3 separate regions of the Canis lupus genome follow, and regions 2 and 3 are each linked to region 1. The links are chromatin contacts, called in public Hi-C maps. All regions are on one chromosome and are shown on one strand. Each heading gives the region's core, a stretch centred on a gene start, on an enhancer-like site or on the middle of the called end of the contact. The rest is flanking DNA. Distances are from core to core; before and after follow the strand shown.

What was found. Hi-C and Micro-C count contacts between places; a contact is called where the count stands out from the background.
Region 2: a contact with region 1 is called in a Hi-C map of blood, with 2.7 times the contacts expected there. The contact joins the promoter of TCAIM here to the promoter of NINL in region 1. A contact is called at or near these places in 2 of 9 Hi-C or Micro-C datasets (both in blood).
Region 3: a Hi-C map of blood shows a contact between it and region 1, with 2.9 times the contacts expected there. The contact joins the promoter of ENTPD6 here to the promoter of NINL in region 1. A contact is called at or near these places in 2 of 9 Hi-C or Micro-C datasets (both in blood).

Annotation. Positions count from the first base shown.
Region 1 is chr23:1,907,567-1,910,801 of UU_Cfam_GSD_1.0, forward strand. NINL (ninein-like protein) reads right to left here and starts at 1,495. Exons shown (of 23, transcript XM_038570237.1): 1 at 1,367-1,495. LOC111091864 (a long non-coding RNA gene) reads left to right here and starts at 2,011. Exons shown (of 3, transcript XR_005376774.1): 1 at 2,011-2,148.
Region 2 is chr23:2,186,259-2,189,962 of UU_Cfam_GSD_1.0, forward strand. TCAIM (T-cell activation inhibitor, mitochondrial) reads right to left here and starts at 1,495. Exons shown (of 11, transcript XM_038570257.1): 1 at 1,313-1,495. All of the region lies in intron 1 of LOC119865335 (a long non-coding RNA gene), which reads left to right. It overlaps TOPAZ1 (protein TOPAZ1), which reads right to left. Exons shown (of 21, transcript XM_038570255.1): 21 at 3,187-3,493. The coding sequence ends at 3,274.
Region 3 is chr23:1,546,082-1,549,756 of UU_Cfam_GSD_1.0, forward strand. It overlaps ENTPD6 (ectonucleoside triphosphate diphosphohydrolase 6), which reads left to right and starts at 1,996. Exons shown (of 14, transcript XM_038570224.1): 1 at 1,996-2,174.

The sequences.
Region 1 (3,235 bases), core at 245-2,744:
CCCATATTTTTTATTGAATCTGAAATACGTAAGACCCATTTTTATTTGCCAGTATAGACGAGTTCAATGTGTAATAGTCTAGGCCACTAACAGTCGATGTATAAGTGAAATAGAAAAGGGACAGCACGGGGATCCCTGGGTGGCGCAGCGGTTTGGCGCCTGCCTTTGGCCCAGGGCGGGATCCTGGAGACCCGGGATCGAATCCCACATCGGGCTCCCGGTGCACGGAGCCTGCTTCTCCCTCTGCCTGTGTCTCTGCCTCTCTCTCTCTCTCCGTGACTATCATAAATAAATAAAAAATTAAAAAAAAAAAAAAAAAGAAAAGGGACAGCACGGACAAGACGCCTGATCTAACTGCCTCAGCACTTTTCTTTTAATATCCACAAACTCTGACACACAGTTCATAAATCTCTGAGGCAGCTTAGTGTTCTGTTCAACAGACCAATTTTAACTATCTTTAACTTTCTACTTTGAAACGTATTCTAAGTCCAACAGGGAAAACCTGGGGATCTCAGTAACAGTTCCAAGAAAAGCTCGCGGTCACCTGTAGCCCGTCCTTCCTGCTGACCGCGCTGACGGCATCACTTGACCTTCTCCAGGCTCCGCGGCGGTGCCCGGGGCGCCCCCGCCCCCGCCCCGCCCCCGCCCCGCCGCGGGACCGCGTGGCCTCGGTGTGGAACACCCGAAGAGATCAGACCGACTCCTGCGTGGGCTTCGAGGCGGAGCCCGCGAACGAGAGGAGCAACCAGTGCAGCACCTAAACCCTGCAGCAGGCCTTGAGTCCCGGACAGTGAAGTGTCATTTCAGACAAATTCTCCAAGTGCAAACCCGTGATAAGCCGAAGGATGTAACCCCTGTGCGGAGTCGGAGCCCCGCAGGCGAAGGGCAAGGCCGCAATCCCGGCGCCCCGCCCCGCCCCGCCCCGCCCGGAGGAAGGTCCGCGGACCCCGCGCTCGCCCCGAAGCCGACCGCACGCAGCCGTCCAGGCCCGCGGCGAGGCCCAGCGGAGGAACCGCAGCGACGGCGGGACCCGGCTTCCAGAGGCGCGGGGGCAGTCGGATTCCCGCGGGACGCGTGCCTCGGGAGTGACCGGCCCGCCCCGCCCCAGCCTCCCCGGGGGGCGGGAACGGCGGCCCGCACGTCGGGCTTCCTGCTCCGGGGCCCCGCGCCCCCGCCCCGCGCCCCCGCCCCGCGCCAGGGCGGATGCGGCCGTGTCGGGGGCTCGCCCCACGGTCCCGCCGCGCCCACAGTCGCAGGGCCTCGGGCCCCCTCGCCCCCACCCGCCGACGGCCTGGGGCGCAGCCTTTCCTGTCGCGCCGCACCCGGCCCCACGCGCGGCGGAGGGCAGAGCCCCGGGGCCGCTCACCTGGGCGGCGGGCGCCGACGATCTTCCGCGCGGGCCACGGGGCAGGCCCAGGGCGCCGGCGCACGCACCCGGCCCTCGTCCCGCCCACCGCTCTTTGTGTCTGGAGGCCCCGGCGCCGCGCTCCCGCAGCCTCCAGGCCGCCGCCCCCTGGTCCTCTCCGGCCGCGACGGGGCGTGCCACCCGAGGGGGGGCGGGGGCGGGGCGAGCGGGCGGGGCGAGCGGGCGGGGCGAGCGGGCGGGGCGAGCGGTCGGGGCGAGCGGGGCCCGGGGCGGGGGCGTGCCACCCGAGGGGGCGGGGCGGGGCGAGCGGGCCGGGGCGAGCGGCGGGGCGAGCGGGCGGGGCGGGGCGGGCCACCCGAGTGGCGGGGCGGGGGCGAGCGGGGCGGGGCGAGCGGGCGGGGCGAGCGGGCGGGCGAGCGGGGGCGGGGGGGCGAGCGGGCGGGGCGAGCGGGCGGGCGGTGCGCCACCCGAGGGGCGGGGGGCCAGGGACCCGAGGGGGCGGGGCGGGGCGAGCGGGGCGGGGCGAGCGGGCGGGCGAGCGGGCGGGGCGAGCGGGCGGGGCGAGCGGGCGGGGCGAGCGGGCGGGGCGGGGCGGCCACCCGAGGGGGCGGGGCGAGCGGGGCGGGCGGGCGGGGTGCGGCGGGCGGGGGCAGGGCCTGGGCGCCTCGCCAGACGCCAGGGCCTACCCCGACGGTTTCAGCGCCAGCTTCTGCGTGAGGTTTGGCTGTTCACAGCCCGTACTCCAGCTCATCTTCTGGGAACAACCCGAGGAGGCAAGCCAGGTAGTAATACTCAGTTGAGGAAACGGGAAGACACAACAAAACTTAAGGTTCTTGTCTTCCCATCATACAGAAAATCATTTATTGAGCACACGTACTAGTGCTAGGCATCGTCCCAGGGCTTGAGAATGGAGCAGTAACATGCTGGCAGGGTTGGCAAAAGGAAATAATAAAATGGAATAGAAAAAATAATAAAATAAAATAAAATAAAATAAAATAAAATAAAATATAAATAAATAAATAAATATAAAATATAAAATAAAAAAAATAAAATCCCTGCCCCTCCTGGAGTTTATACACCAGGAGACAAATTAAAAGCTCAAATGAAATACACAAAAGATACTTATAAATGATACTTAGATACTTATAAATGCCAAAGAAAAACAAATTAAGAGAGGAGCTTGAGAAGTGCAGGAGGTTGGGCCAGGCAAGGCCAGAGGAAGTGACATTGTAAGTGAAGGCCCGAAGGGAATGAGAGAGGGAGACAGGCAGCTAACCCGGGAACGTGGGCCAGGCCTTGAGTCTAGAGGATGCCCCATGAGTTTCTTTGTGGCCAGGAAGAGTGTGGTGTGTGAGGCCAGGTTGAAGTGAGAGAGAGGCAGAGAGGCATGTCGGGCAGTGCTGCCCCTTGGGAGGATTTGGCTTCTTCTCTGAGACTCGTAGAGGGACTTGTTGGACGTAAAGTTGTTCTGGTCACTGGGTGAGGGCGAGTTGGGGGAGAGCCAGCAAAGGTTGAAGTAGGGAGACCATTTAAGAAGTGATGGCAGAAATGGGCTGAGAGGTGAAAGTGGCTTGGACCAGGGTGAGGGGGAACAGTGGTTAGATGCAGGATGTGTGGTATTAGGGACAGTCCTGCAGACAAGAAGTACCCCTAATTGGAGGCAGGTTGTGGGAGTGGCTACAAGGGTGACTACAAGATTTTGGCTGAAGCAACAAGTTATTCATTTTGTGCGGAGTTCCTTCCATGCTCACCTCATTTTAATACAACAATCCCAGGCCATAGTTGTAAAATTGTCATTTTACAGAGGGGAGAAATAAACTTAAGTGATTAAATAACATATACTGCGATCCATATATCTCCCAGGTACCG
Region 2 (3,704 bases), core at 245-2,744, 280 kb after region 1:
TGGATATGGAAAGTCACAATTCATTTGCAAACCATTGTAAATGGCCACTGTCATCTATTAATTTTTTTAAAAAAGATTTTATTTATTTGTGAGAGAGAGAGAGAGAGAGAGAGATGGACAGAGGAAGAAGCTGGCTCCATGCAGGGAGCCGGACGTGGGCCTCCAGGATGAGGCCCTGGGCTGAAGGCGGCGCTAAACCGCTGAGCTACCCGGGCTGCCCACTGTCATCCATTTAATAGTGATGTTAGCTTTTATTTTGTTAGAATGAAAAATTCTGCTTTTAGCCTAAACTCCGTACTGAGGTATTAAATCTATGCAGTTTGAGGTCAAATCTAGTAGAAAGAGATATCTAATTTGGTGGAAAAGCCAAATTATGGGTTGGTTTATTTATTTTTTTTAAAGTTTTGTTTACTCTGATACAGAAGCAGTAAGTGTATGTTAAATAAAGGTCCTAGGATTGGTCTTTGGCCATTTGGCACAATTTTTACTTGAAAGTAACTGAACAAAGTTTAATATTCTCAGGTTACTCTCATTTAAACTGTGACTTATCTTAGTAACTATACTGCGGTTTTTAAGAGCAGTTTGCTCAAGGAGAAATAAAAGCAGACTATTTTTCATTGCTTTTGACTACTTCTCAGGGAAGCGAAAAAGGCAAAGCATGAAGTCCTACAAATAAATCAACAAATTATAGCAAGAGCAAAGTCCCTAGTTCATTAGATTCCTTCCTAAATCTTTTGCTATGAGGTTTGAATCACAGCGATACGGTAAGGGCTTCGGGGAAACAGCACAGTCGGCAACACCCGTAAGTCGTCTCCCGGTTTCTCGTTTCAACACCAGGGGCAGCAGAAGCGGCGCGGCCGCCCCCAAGCCCGCCCGCCGTCCCAGGCGGACTCCGCCCGGCGCATCGGCCGAGGCCCTACGTCACCGCCGGCCCGGGACCCGACGCAGGATCCGCCCCGGCCCGGGGAAAGGGCGCCGCCGGCCGGGCCTTGCGGACGCGCATGCGCAGCGCGGTCCCCGCCGCCCCACCTCCCCCGCAGGGCCCGGCGCTCCCACCCGCCCTCGTCCCGCTCCACGGGCTCCCAGCGTCCTACGGGGAGTGGTCGCCGGGCCCCCGCCCCCGAGGCCCCCCCCGGTCGCGCGCCGGCCGCGGCGGCTACAGAACTTGCGCCCTCATTGGCCGACGCGGGCCCGGCCCTGCTCCCCGCGCGCCTGCGCGAAGCCGGACGTGGGGGAAGCCCCCGGCGGCCCCGGGCCCGCGCCCACAGCTGGGGCCAGGTGGCCGGGCTGCCGTCCTCGGTCGCCCGCTTACCGCCCGGCCGGGAGGGGGCTCCGGGCGTTCCGCGGAAAGCTTCGGGAGATACGGACACGCACTCCGAGACGGGGCGGGCTAGGCCGGCGGGCGTCGGCAATGACCAGGCGGCAGGTGGCGCGGCCTGCCCGGAACCGAGTGGACAGGCCGGGGAGGAGGGCGGCCGAACGCGCGCTGGCGCGGGAGCTGGGGCGGGGGGGGGGGGGGGGGAGCGCGCATGCGCCGAGCGCCCGGGGAGGGGGCGAGCGGGCCCGAGAGCTTTCAGTGGAGAGCGCCGGATACCACAGGGCCTCAGGGCATTCCTTACAGAGCTGTAGCTAATTCTTAGACATTTTCGCCAGTTTACTTTTTGACTTTGGTCCCTTCAGTATCTGGCTATCATCAAACGAGCATTGCCCCCACCCCTTTTAAAACAACGATTCATCTCGGGTTTTGGCTTTATTTTTGCTTGTGTAGCTTTAACCCTAGGAACAGCCACAAATGAAATGAGGCAAATGCGACAACCGCTCTTTTCCCTACCTTTTGGTACTGCTGACAGAGAAAAACAAAAACAAAACAAAACAAAAAAACAAAAAACCTCTTCTATTTGCTCCATCCCTAAGGACTCTTACTCTTGACTTAAAACAACTTGGTCACTTGTAATCCATTCCATTCGATCCCATTTTTTCCCTAAAAGCTTAACTTACCATCTTTAGCATTTTAATCTTTTTTCTTTTTCCATTTTAATCTTTTCAAATGCATCCTGGCCACCAGCACTAAACAGTCTCATCTTTTTCGAATTCCTTTCTTTGGTTTTCAAATTTCCATCTTTAGGAAGGACTAACTTATAAGTGTCCACTTACATTTTTCACTTGTCCTCAAAGGCCCTCAAACTGATGGTAGTAATCTCCAAACTTAATTTATTTTCTAGGTGCTACTTAAGTTATGGCAGTTAAGAGTTACCCGGTTTTTCATACTAGAGAATTGAGCATGTTTAAGTCGTTGCCTTACTTCCCATATCCCATTCCCAAGTGTTCATTTCACGTCTCATCATATGGTAATTGGCATTTTGCTACGTGCTAGGAATTAACTTTTTTTAGTCTTGAGAGTGTATGGACTTAATCCAGTGATGCTATTATCCTGTTTTGAGAACTTTAAGAAATACTTTAGTTCTCCTAGTCATGACTTATTCTTTTATTACTCACCTTATTCAGGGTTTTTCTCTAAATGATTTAAGATTATGGTTTAAAATATCAAATCAAGGATTGAGAATGATCACCTTGGAAAATGACTGTGCTAAAGATCTGGAGGAAGACTTCAGAAAAGGAGTTTTAACTTTCTAAAGGTAGTTAGGAACAGTCCTTGTTAGAGTATTTAGGTTGTGGTGTATGTTTAAAATACTGTTTTCTTTAGTCATACTTAATGTAACAAACTACAAATTTTCAAAATACGTACATTCTAAGATACAGTTATTCAGAGAGTAATTTAAAATTTTTTGGTATAACTCAGGTTGCTCTCAAATCTTGGTGTTTGAATCATTTTTGAATAGTATTTACTATTCTAGATTACATATGCAGCATAGGATTTAGCCACTGTACTGTGTATACACTAAACTTATTTCATACCCCTAAAGGTTTATCTGAAAACTCCAGTTACTTTCCCTTTTATGTCTCCCTCTTATTAAATGCTGCAAAACATTGTGATTTTCCACTGCTTGGATTTCAGAATAAATAGGGGTTTACCATACTTAGGTTTATGTAAGTTAAAGAGAAGTCAAAAAGTAATTTGAATTCAATTTGAATGGTTATCCAGTATGGATAACCATCTGCATCCTTTAACCCCAATTTTTAGTTTGGAAACTATTAACTTAGTATAAAACAATAAAGGGCGAAAGGTGAATATAGTGAAAACTGTCTTTATTGCCTTTTATTTTCAACAATGATTACTTGAACTTAAAAAAAGAAAAAAAAAGCCTTTATTAACTAATGGTTACTGAAAAGCCAAACCTTTCCAGCCCACTTCATATTCTCCTTCAACCATTTCAGGGCAGAACAATGTTCCAAACTATAAACCTGTTCCTTATTAACATTGACAGTCATATGCTTAATGAAGAGCTTTGGATCCGATATTCGAGCAGCCATAATTAACCTTTCCACTGCAGCATGATAATCATCCTTGTTCCAAGATTTGTTTTCTTCACATCTACAAAGTGAACACCTTACAAAGTCAGAAACTATAGTTTCTTCAAAAGACAGTCATTTACATTTACTGGTACTAAGATTTGAGTTTTTTTTTACTGTATTCTAATAGTGGCTTTCAAATTTTTTTGAACATGACACACAGTTTATACTGTGACCCAGTATATACCCTCATACATAGATGGAAAAGTTTCAGAAAACACTTACCCATATGA
Region 3 (3,675 bases), core at 746-3,245, 360 kb before region 1:
CAGTTCTGGGGGCTTGGGAGGCTAAGATCAAGGCACTGGCAGATTCTGTTTCTAGGGGCTGGCTTCCTCAGAGGGCTGCCTTCTCACTGTGACTGCACGTGACAGAAGGGGCAAGGAACTGTCTGGGGTCTCTTTTATAAGGGCACTAATCACATTCATCTCCCAAAGGCCCACCTCCTAATACTATCATCTTCAGGGGTATGATATGAACATATGAATTTGGGGAGTACACATTCAAACAATAGCAGTTTTTTTTTTTTTTTAATAGCAGTTGTCTAAAGAAAAACCTGGGGGAAGAGCTCTCCAAGCACTGAATGGCATATGCAAAAGTCCATGTCAGTAAAATTGACAAATTCTAGAAACTCTAGGAGTGAAATATGGTGAAGGTGATGTTATTTTTGAGTGAGGAAGACAGAAGCAAGGCCACCACAGTTCCACGAATAGAGATTTCAAATGTTAGAATAAATGTAAATTGAAACTGTATATGAGAATTCTTAGAACAGTTGAATTGGCAAAGATCCAAAGGTTTGTAAAGATCTCACTGGTGAAAACACGGGGAAACCACGCTCCTATACATTACTGTGGATGTGTCAGTTAGGGCATTGTGTAAGGAGCAGTGTAGTCACATGTATCTAATATTTAAAGAAAAAGGGACAGAACATGAGAGAGAGAATCCTAACCCTGGGAAACGAATTAGGGGGGGTGGAAGGGGAGGTGGGGGGGGTGACTGGGTGACAGGCACTGAGGGGGCACTTGATGGGATGAGCACTGGGTGTTATTCTATATGTTGGCAAATTGAACACCAATGAAAAATAAACTTATATTGAAAAAAAAAAGAAAAAGGGCTGAGGGGACACATCCTTTACCACAGAAATTCTAAGAATTTCTCCTATAAGATATACCCACACATGCACACAATAATAGTCCTCCAGGATCCTGTAGCATTATTCATAATAGCGAGCAACTGGAACAAAGGACCACATGAGCAAACTGCTGTATAAAACAAATTTCAGCGGTTTGGCCCGGTGAAGGAGGGTAGCATCCGACCAGGTGCTCACGGTGACCACCTGCCGGGCGCCCACTCCTGGTATGTGCCTGTTGTCCCTCCATCCCGTCTGGTTGGTATCCACTCTGGTTAGCATCCACTCACTCTCACAAGTGCCACCATCCTGAGCACAGACAGGAGCAGAGAGTGGGTCAGGAGCCCGCTGAGTGGGTCAGGGGCCCAGGGGCCGGCTGAGGACCGCCCCAGGGTCTCCCCCCTCCTCCGCCTGCGAGTCCGAGGCCGCCCCACAGGAGGCACAAGCGCTGGCCACGGTCGCAGGCAGCCCAGCCGCAGGGCAGCGGGCACGCAGCTCCCGCCGGGGCACAGCCGCGGGGCCTGAGTGGAGGACATCTGGGAAGACCCACTCCCAGGACCCTTCAGTAAGCTGGGGCCTGCGTGGACGACTGACCCAAGTCAGGACCTGGCCACCTCGGCATCTCCTGTTAGAGTTAGGAGAATGGGGGTCGAGAACAGGAGATTCGCCGCGCACCTGTTCTGCCGTAGTTGCATTTTCTATCACTACCACCTTGTGGGGAGTGGGGGTGCTCCAGGTGTGCAAGGACCCCAGGGAAGTTCACGGCTGCTCAAGGTCGGGTGGTGAGGTCATGGGGGTAAGCACAGCACGCTCTGCCGCGCAGAGGGACCCCTAGAGCTGGGACAGGAGCGGAACGCAGCCGGCGGGGCCGCACTGCGGCACTGACGGCCCCGCCGGCCAAGACCTCAGGCCCAGCTGACCCCAGCAGCCGCCCCCTGACACTAAACCACGCCACCCAGCGGCGCGAAAACCACGGCCGCGCCTGCGCACCGGGGCTCCCCAGGCCCCGCCCACACGCCGCGCCTGCGCACCGGGGCTCCCCAGGCCCCGCCCACACGCCGCGCCTGCGCACCGGGGCTCCCCAGGCCCCGCCCACACGCCGCGCCTGCGCGGGCCCCAACGCCCGGCTCCGCCCTCCCCGGGACGCGCCGTGCACGTGGGCGGGGCCCAGGCTCGGGGATCCGCGGGCTGGCGGCCTGTGGGCGGAGGCCGTGGTGGCGCCGGCCCCGAGCTGGAGCTGCGAAGGTTCTTCGGTCGCCCTCCGGCTCCCGGGAAACGGAATTCCCTCCGCGGAGGGGCGGAGGGGACTGCAGGGTAAGGGCGGGCCGGGGGCGCGCGGGGCTGGCGGGGTACGCTGCGGGAGAGGGCTCGGGTGCGGCGGGTCGGGGCCGCGGGGTGCGGAGCCTTCCACCTGCCGGCTCCTCCGTCTCCAGCAGCGGGGCCCGCAGGCGCCTCAGGGTCGTTCCTGCCGTCCCGTCCGGGCTCCTGCAGTCGTCCCGGACCCGACTGTGCCGACCCGTGAGTGTCCTGGAGGCGGTGGGGGGCCGCAGGGACCCTGCTGACCTGCTGCTGCGCTCCTCCCCTCGGCTTGGCCGACCCGTTCCCAGCGCGGGGCCGGTTGCACGAGGTCCGGGAGGGAAAGGACGGGCGGCCCAGTGAGGGAGCCCGGGTAGCGGACAAGACAAGACCGTGTCCTCTGACAGGGCAGCACATGCAGGGACAGTAAGCTCTGGGATTGCTGTGCGACCAGGAGAGCGCACGGGGCGCTCGAGGTGGGCGCCAGCAGTGCTCCAGGGAGGGGCCCTGAGTGGACACAGCTGGACGCTGGGCTCCACGCCCTTCAGGAGAAAGCCCTGAAGAGTCGAGAGAGTAAAAGGGAAGGGAGAGATGAGCAGGGGGCCCTTGCGGGAAAGGTAGTTTATCTTAAGTCCAGCTAGGAGCCATAGAATGGTTTTAAAGGCTGGAAGAGGGGACCCCTGGGTGGCGCAGCGGTTTGGCGCCTGCCTTTGGCCCAGGGCGCGATCCTGGAGACCCGGAATCGAATCCCACGTCGGGCTCCCGGTGCATGGAGCCTGCTTCTCCCTCTGCCTGTGTCTCTGCCTCTCTCTCTCTCTCTTTGTGTGTGACTATCATAAATAAATAAATAAAATTAAAAAAAAAAAAAAGGCTGGAAGAAAACCTGGATTGTTTTTGTAGATCATGACGGGCACAGCCCCGCATATCCCGGGCATCCACTCAAAAGAGGTAAGTCACCCAGAAGTTCAGGGTAGCTCCAGTTGTCCTTCCAGACACATTCCAGGATCATGCATACCAAGCCCCACATCTTCCATCCTTCAGGATCCTGTGTAGGTCATAGCCCATAGCCCCTCAGTGAGGGAATCTGAAACTTTAGGTTCCTTCGGACGGGTGAATAGCAACTGTGATTACAAGGGCTTTCTGACCCACTGCAAGAGCCATGATGGATGGGGGATGAGGGTTTGTCCTGGGGAGGTTGTTCTGTTGACCCTACCAATACATGAACAAGGTTGGGGGCGGGGAGCATAGTAGTATAAATCCAGGAATTGTTTTCTGTCCCACTCCCCCTGCCCTCATAAGCATCAGTTGTCTAATATGATGTCTCTCCCTTGTGGAACCTCACATGAAAAACCAGAGGGGGACAGCCATGTAAAGAGATCTGCAAGAGCTTCCCCGCCCACTCTGTCTTGTGAAAAGGAAACAACTGGTGGTGTTAACTGGGCTGACTCATGTATGTATCCTTTCTCCCCCCCCCCCCCCCCCCCCCCCCGGAGAAAGAGATAAAAGCCCATTTAAACCT